Regions from separate parts of the Rattus norvegicus genome. Here region 2 is linked to region 1. A link is a contact called in public Hi-C data. All regions are on one chromosome and are shown on one strand. The core of a region is the stretch at or near the end of the contact, and the rest is flanking DNA. Distances in the headings are between cores, read along the strand shown.

Region 1 (3,282 bases), core at 14-2,513:
GACAAAGCGAGACCCGCACCCCTCGGAGATCCGCATGGGGCCACGATCACACTCCAGGCCACTCCGGGCAAAGGCCCTAACGGCCCCCGCAGTCCCTAGCCGAACTTCTTAGCAACTTCACCTGCTGTGCCCCCATGTGCTACCGACATGCACCAAATATGAACGACCCTCTCCGGTCTCGGGCGTGCACATCCAGACCTCCGCCCCCACTGTTCAGTTAGCCTTGCACAAGCAGTGCCTGCCTCGGGTGCATTAGGCTCGCGAGCTCAGGGGTCCGCTAGCCTATGCGACTGGGTCTTGGTGCGATCGGGCTAGAAGGAGTAGACAGGGCAGTCAGCTGGCTGGAGCTCGGAACACGCGTAGCCTAAGTGATCCTAGGGGGCTTACGGGGTCTCTTGTCTCCTGTAGATACGGCGCTCCTCAATATCCACAGGACGCTCGCAAAAAGAACCGGGCCGCCCGCGACATCCGGAAAGGCGAAATTGACCACTGTGGCCAAACTGGCTTGAGTGAGTACAAGCAAAGTCTGGGCGCGTGTGATTTTAATACTCAAACCTCCGCAATGAACCCGCGCCAGCGAAGAGTTAAGTCTACCCGCCCGCCGCTACTGCGCGGCTACTTCTCCCGGGCCGTCTGGGTCGCGGCGACGCTTCCCGGCTGGACGCACTACGGGCACTACGAAGCGGGACCTCCGCTCCAAGCCGAGACCACGCGCCCTCCTGGCCCGCGAGAGATGCCTCAGCGGCCCCTCGTGCAGCATCCCGGCCCAACCCGGTCTTCGGCTAAGAGCCCGCAGCTTCTGTGCCCACGACCCTTCCCCAGAAGTGCCTTGGCACGCAGAGACCTCGACCCGACTCCCAGCGTTCGCCTCCTGCAGCCGCGCGCCACGCGGGACAAACCAGCGCCTCCACCCGCACGTGCGACACCAGAGACAGATGAAGCCGCAGAGGTGGCTGCGGCGCCTGTCTTCTATCCATCCCCAGCCTGCGCCCCGGGAGTCGAGGAGTGTTTACCTTGCGTTTCTCAGTCCGAGAATCAGAGTCAGACATTGGGTGGACGAGGGCCAGGGGAAGGGCGCCGAGGCGGTGGCGGCGGGGGCAGCGGAGGTGGTGTGAATCCAAGTGGAACACAGCTCGCGGAGCGGCTGCAGGAATCCGGTGACTGCAACGACAACGGCGGCGGCGGCAAGGACCGCAGAGCTCCAACAAGCTGTTGACCCAGTGCCTGCGGGGAGCGAAGTGAAAGCAGCCTGCCCCAGCCACTCTGCTCTTACTGAGCCCCCGCTCCGGCGCCCAATCACCGCGGGCTCCGCCCCCCGCTCAGTCCGGCCCGGGCAAGCCGGAAGGTAAGTCCCACCCCCCACGGCCCCCAGGCCGCTGGCGCGTGCAGGCTGCGACAGGTAGTGGGGAGGGTGGCCCCACCGGCTGTCCTGCAGTTTGCGTGCGCCGCCCACCCCGGCGTGTTTACCCTAGTGACTTGGCCTGTGGGCAGCTGCATGCACGCCCATCCTCCACTCAGAATGTACCCGCCCCTCCCGGTCCGCCCGTGGCGGCCACCTCGCAGAGCGGAACTTAGGGGGCGCTCAGGGCACGCTGCTCTGTGTCCAGCCTGGCCGCGGCCGCCAGTTGGAAGCCTCAGGAGGCGCCCCTGCTCCCTTGGTTTGCGGAGCTTCTCAGCCCCAAACCAAAGGGACTAGATTGGTGCAAGGATGGGTACTGTCCTTTCCAAGAATTCCTGGCCTCCGGGGACCCAGATCAGAAAGATGCTTGCCCTTCCTCGGCTATGCCACAAGCGGGACTCTTCATCACCGCCGCCTTCTGTCCTCATTTAGGCTCTCCCTGGTTTTGTGTGTGTGTGTGTGTGTGTGTGTGTGTGTGTGTTGTTTTGTTTTGTTGTTGTTGTTTTTGTGTTCTATATGTTTGTTTCCCCAGTGCAGAGCTGGTGGTGGGAAGGACAGTTGAGAGACCAGGGAGGCTTCGGGGAGCGATGGGCGTGCACGATAAAGCAGATAAAATAGGGGAATGAGAAAGTTAACTCGAAAAGAATAAACAAGGAAAAGGAGGTGGGCTACCAAATAAAGACTGTTGCGCCATGAGCTGTACTGGGATCCTCAAAATTTATTGGGCTCACAGAGTACCGCCTGGAACTGTCTACCCATCGGCCCGCTGAAGCTGGCGGCCGCGGAACAGCGGAATTCAGGGCAAGCTAGGAAAGCCAGAAGGGGGTTGAAAAATCCCCTGACCCTCCTGAGGCCTTCGTGACCCTAACCGAAGTCTCGAAGTCAATGGTGCCATGTGCGTCCCCACCCCCAACCTCTTCTCTCACAGCGGCGGCCGAGAGTAGCTGGTCTGGAAATGGATCGTCCCCACACGTGAGGATTAAAGAAACTCGATTTAAGGGCTACCCAACCTGCATCCAGGCTGGCAGCAAGAGGGACATGGCCTTTTCATGAGGAACAAGTGTCAGGTGGCCTGTCGTCCCACCGTTGGACCATCTTGGTCATTTTGATGTTTATAAGCGGACCTAACGTCACGGTGACACAGCAAAGCCCCAGGCTAAATCTTGGCTCTTAGGTGAATCCTGAGCGAGTTATTGGTTAAGAAGTTATTGGTTCCCAGGGAAACTGGGGGGCTCAGGACAAAGCCTTGCTGGAGGTGAGGGACGATCGCTATAAGAGAGCACAGGGCAAGGGCATGGATGCAGGTCTGTCTTGACCAAGGCTGTGAACCAGTACTGTGCCTTGACCGACCACTCGGCATCCCACCCATGCAGCCCAATCTGCTGCTGCTACTCCGGGAGTCCAAAACCAGTAACAAGTCTGCCTGCTCCACGCCCTCAGCGGGCAGCCAGGCGCCTCAGCCTTAGACTAGAGAAGAACCACACAGGGATGGGGGGGTTGGGGGTGGGGAAAGCTCCGGTGTTTCTTCGTAGGAGCAGGTTGCTCTGGAGTCTTCCGATTTTGCAACCCTGGACACACTAAAAGAAAATTTACAGGCACTGGGGAAAGCAACGGACTGGGCTATGTGCTCTTATTTAGGGCTGAATTAGGAAGCCGGGCTGGAGGCGGAGGCTCTTGCATCACCCGCGAACAAGGCAGTCAGGGGAGCTTCCACCAAGTGCCTCAAGTAAGGTAGCCGCGGGCATTTGGGCCCTTGCAGTTTCTAGGGTTGGGTCGGGAGAACTCCTGGGATCGGAGTTGACGGCGGGGAAGAGCAAGGTGGGAAGGGCCAGTGGATCACCGGTGCCTTCCCGAGGCTGCCAACGATGTGGAGGAAGGGAATC
Region 2 (3,347 bases), core at 341-2,840, 42 kb before region 1:
TCATGACACTCTGATGCCCCCTTGAAATGACTTTAAATATGAACAAGTTATCTGGGAAGTTATTCTCAATGGTGGAAAGTCTGTGTTGAATCAGCTGATCACACCTTCCTACAGGCAGAATTACTGGGAACAGCTGATGTCAGTAGGACTTCAGATTAGGTCAAAAAACTGTGGGAAGTGCAGTATCAGAAAGTACAGAACTACACAGGAAATGTGAGAGTAGACAGGAAGTAAAGGATCGAACAGGAAGTCCGCAGGTGAGCACTTAGGTATAGCTGAAGCACCCACATACCGACTCCCTCAAGATGAGTTTGGACCAAGCTACAGACTCATGGGTTCCCATAATGGCTGGAACTCCTCTGCTGAAGGCTTTCTTCAGGAGCTGGGTTGGAAGCAGACCCTGGCTGCCTCATCCTCCTGTTTCAGCTCTGTTGGGCCAGAAAAGATAGAGAAGTGATCATACACGCATGCTCAGGCAGAGCCACATGCCTCAGTGCATCCTGGCTCTGTCACTGACCAGTTCAGGGACCTCTGTGACCAGGCCTAGACCGTATAACTCAGTCTCCCCGTCTGATGGTAGATGCGAGATTGTTTGTTCTGAGGTGACAATAAGATGCTCCGAGGCTTGTCTCCCAGGTAACGAGTGTCCTATTAAAATGATAGGGCCATTATAGCAGGCCCTGGATGCCAGGAGGGGAGAGGAGAGACATCCCATATTGCCTCAAGCCAATCACACTCACAAAGCAGCCTTCTGCCTGGAAATTTTACCTCTGACTTTTCTTGTGATCCTTCCTTACCCTCCCTGGCATGTCCTAGTTTTAAGCCCTTTTCATTCTCTTCTGTGCTAGACACATAGTAGTACCTTAAAACTTAAATAATTTTTCTTTAGGAAAATGGCCATCTAAACTAGTTTTTAAATTGAAGTCTAATGTATTTTAAAATTATTGCAGTGTGTGTGTGTGTGTGTGTGTGTGTGTGTGTGTGTGTGTGTGTGTGATTGCTTGCATGCATATCATGGTGTATATGTGGAGGTCAGAGGACAACTTGTGGAGTCCTCACCTTCTACCATGGCTTGAATTCAGGTCATCAGTCTTGGCATCAAGCACCTTTATCTACTGAGCCATCCATCTCTCCAGCTTTCTAGTGGACTTTCCGAGGACACTGGCCCACATTTGCTCTTTAGACCCAAGAAAGAGGTTATTAAAAGAGTTAATTCGCCCCATGCTTGCCTTAAGGAGGGGAAGCCACGCAGTTATCAAAACCTTACTTCCCAGGATCCCTTTCAGCAGCACCTGTAATGAAGTGATAACGTGTGGGAAAGCAGCGGCCTGTGACAGTTGAAACAGCTTCACCTCTGCGATATGAATAAGGTCAGGCTTGCTTCAGAAAAGTTTGCAGGAGAAAAAGACCAAGTGTAAGTTGCCCAGAGATTAAACACTCTCGTCATACCTGGCGACTCCTAACAGCCCTGTTCTGGTTGGTCTTGCCCCAGAGAACATTTTAACCCTCAGCTTGTTGTCCCACACCCTCTGAATTCACACTGTTTGCAGAGAACTTCGTGCAACTTTTATTCAGTCCTCCTGACAGGTAGGAATGAGTCAGCAGTTCAGTCGCCAACAACAGAGGCCAACTTCAGCTAATTGAGCTCAAAGAGAACTGGCAGGAGGGGCGGGCACCTGCTCCACAGACCAAGAGGAAACTGTTGCTGATGGCTAGGTAGAGGAGCATCATAGCCAAGGAGGGGGCAGCAGGCCTCTGGCAGCTTTTTGGGTGCTGTCCTCCAGACTATACTTGTTCCAGATGCAAAGTGCCCAGAAAGAGCATGGGGTTGGCTCTGAGCCTGTCCTCAGCTGCAACATGGGCAGAGGAGAGTTTCAAAGGCAGAAGTGGCACTGGGTACCAGGCACATAAAGAGAGCTGTACAAGGCTGGATGCCAGATGATGCATATCCCACCCTTCAAATAAGCCAAGACACTTGGAGGTGTTAAAGGGAGAAAATCTAAGTGCACTGAATTAGCCAACGTTTCTCAAATCCTTCCCATTTGTGATCATTTGATGTCGGAGAAATGTTTACACAATCCAGGGTGTACAAATACATAATATACATGCACAAATCATGTACTGGCAATAAATCATAGAAACGTAAAACAGCCTTTGACACACATACATTTTTTGTTTACTTTTTGAGACAGGGTTTCTCTGTGTAGCCTAAAACTCGCTCTGTTGACCAGCTTGGGTTCAAATTTAGAGCCTGCCTCTGCCTCCTGAGGGCCACCACTGCCTGGTTACTAAAAACAAATTTGCACCCTAAGAGATGTGCTTATTTGATTTTGCACAAGGAATTAAATCACAGCTCAATGTCCAATCCTGCAGGCTATAGGATAGCTTCGGTATTTTTCAGTTGCCTGATATTTTGATTTCATAATCATCAGTGCTCCACTGAGGCTGCTGCCTTGAATAAATACATAGTACGAAAGGGCAGAAGTTTATTCAGGGCCATTTTTTTTTTACAATTGTTGGAAATTCTGTCCCAATCCCATGTCGAAATTCACTTGGGTACGTGTAGGCACGCACATGCGTGTGGAACTCAAGTCAGTAACTCAAACAGCAATCTTCCTCCCCCACCCCCACTCTGCCTTTTCAATGTCAGTATTTATTCCTTATTGCTTTGGCATGCTCTGCAGCCTCCCCCGTCACTTTTCCCAGTGTGCTATTTCCTCAGAGCAACATGTCAGCGTGTGCGTTGCAGGACATGTGAAGTAACAAGAGACTGAATCCATTGGGTGCTTCAGTCTTGGGCTTCTGACCTTCTTTGTTTAAAGCTTTCTAACAACACATTGGCAGACATCATCTTCTTAGAGAGACTGAAAAACTTAGATTCTGCAAACTCTTTTGGGCATAGCAGTGTCTGTCAGTCCAGTTGTTGTTGTTGTTGTTGTTGTTGTCCTCCTCCTCCTCCCCTTCCTCTTCCTCCTCCCCTTCCTCCTCTTCCTCCTCCTCCCCTTCCTCTTCCTCCTCCCCTTCCTCCTCTTCCTCCTCCCCTTCCTCTTCCTCCCCAGCCTTCCTTTTACAGTAATAACCATGCTGAGCTCACTCTGACTGGCATTCACAGTGCATCTCAGAACAGGTTTGTGTTTCCTATCTCCAGTTTCCCTTGGTCCATAACAAGAATGCCCCTTACTCAGCAGCAGGCCCACTCTGCCACGAGCTAAGACACCCTGCACCCTGGGGAAACCTTGTGTGTTGTTCCCATCACAGATTCCAACCACATAGCCCTTCCAGTCTCCACCCAGAGCATCAGCCAGCAGACACTTCGGTGGCCCATGTGCTTCTCGCAGAAAGTACAA

The links. Hi-C and Micro-C count contacts between places; a contact is called where the count stands out from the background.
Region 2: a contact with region 1 is called in a Hi-C map of liver, with 3 times the contacts expected there. The contact joins the enhancer-like site here to the promoter of Bcl2l11 in region 1. A contact is called at or near these places in 6 of 12 Hi-C or Micro-C datasets (hepatocytes, kidney, liver and 1 more).

What each region holds. Positions count from the first base shown.
Region 1 is chr3:135,818,023-135,821,304 of GRCr8, reverse strand. It overlaps Bcl2l11 (Bcl2-like 11), which reads right to left and starts at 1,263. Exons shown (of 4, transcript NM_171988.3): 1 at 1,014-1,263. It overlaps Acoxl (acyl-CoA oxidase-like), which reads right to left. Exons shown (of 19, transcript NM_001415677.1): 19 at 1,014-3,282.
Region 2 is chr3:135,860,189-135,863,535 of GRCr8, reverse strand. No RefSeq gene overlaps it. Among named protein-coding and RNA genes, the nearest start is that of Bcl2l11, 42 kb to the right of the region's middle. Within about 2 kb of position 1,590, at least 9 of the 93 cell types and tissues checked have an H3K27ac peak or open chromatin away from gene starts, as enhancers often do. A contact at or near this core is called in hepatocytes and liver, where this site is marked.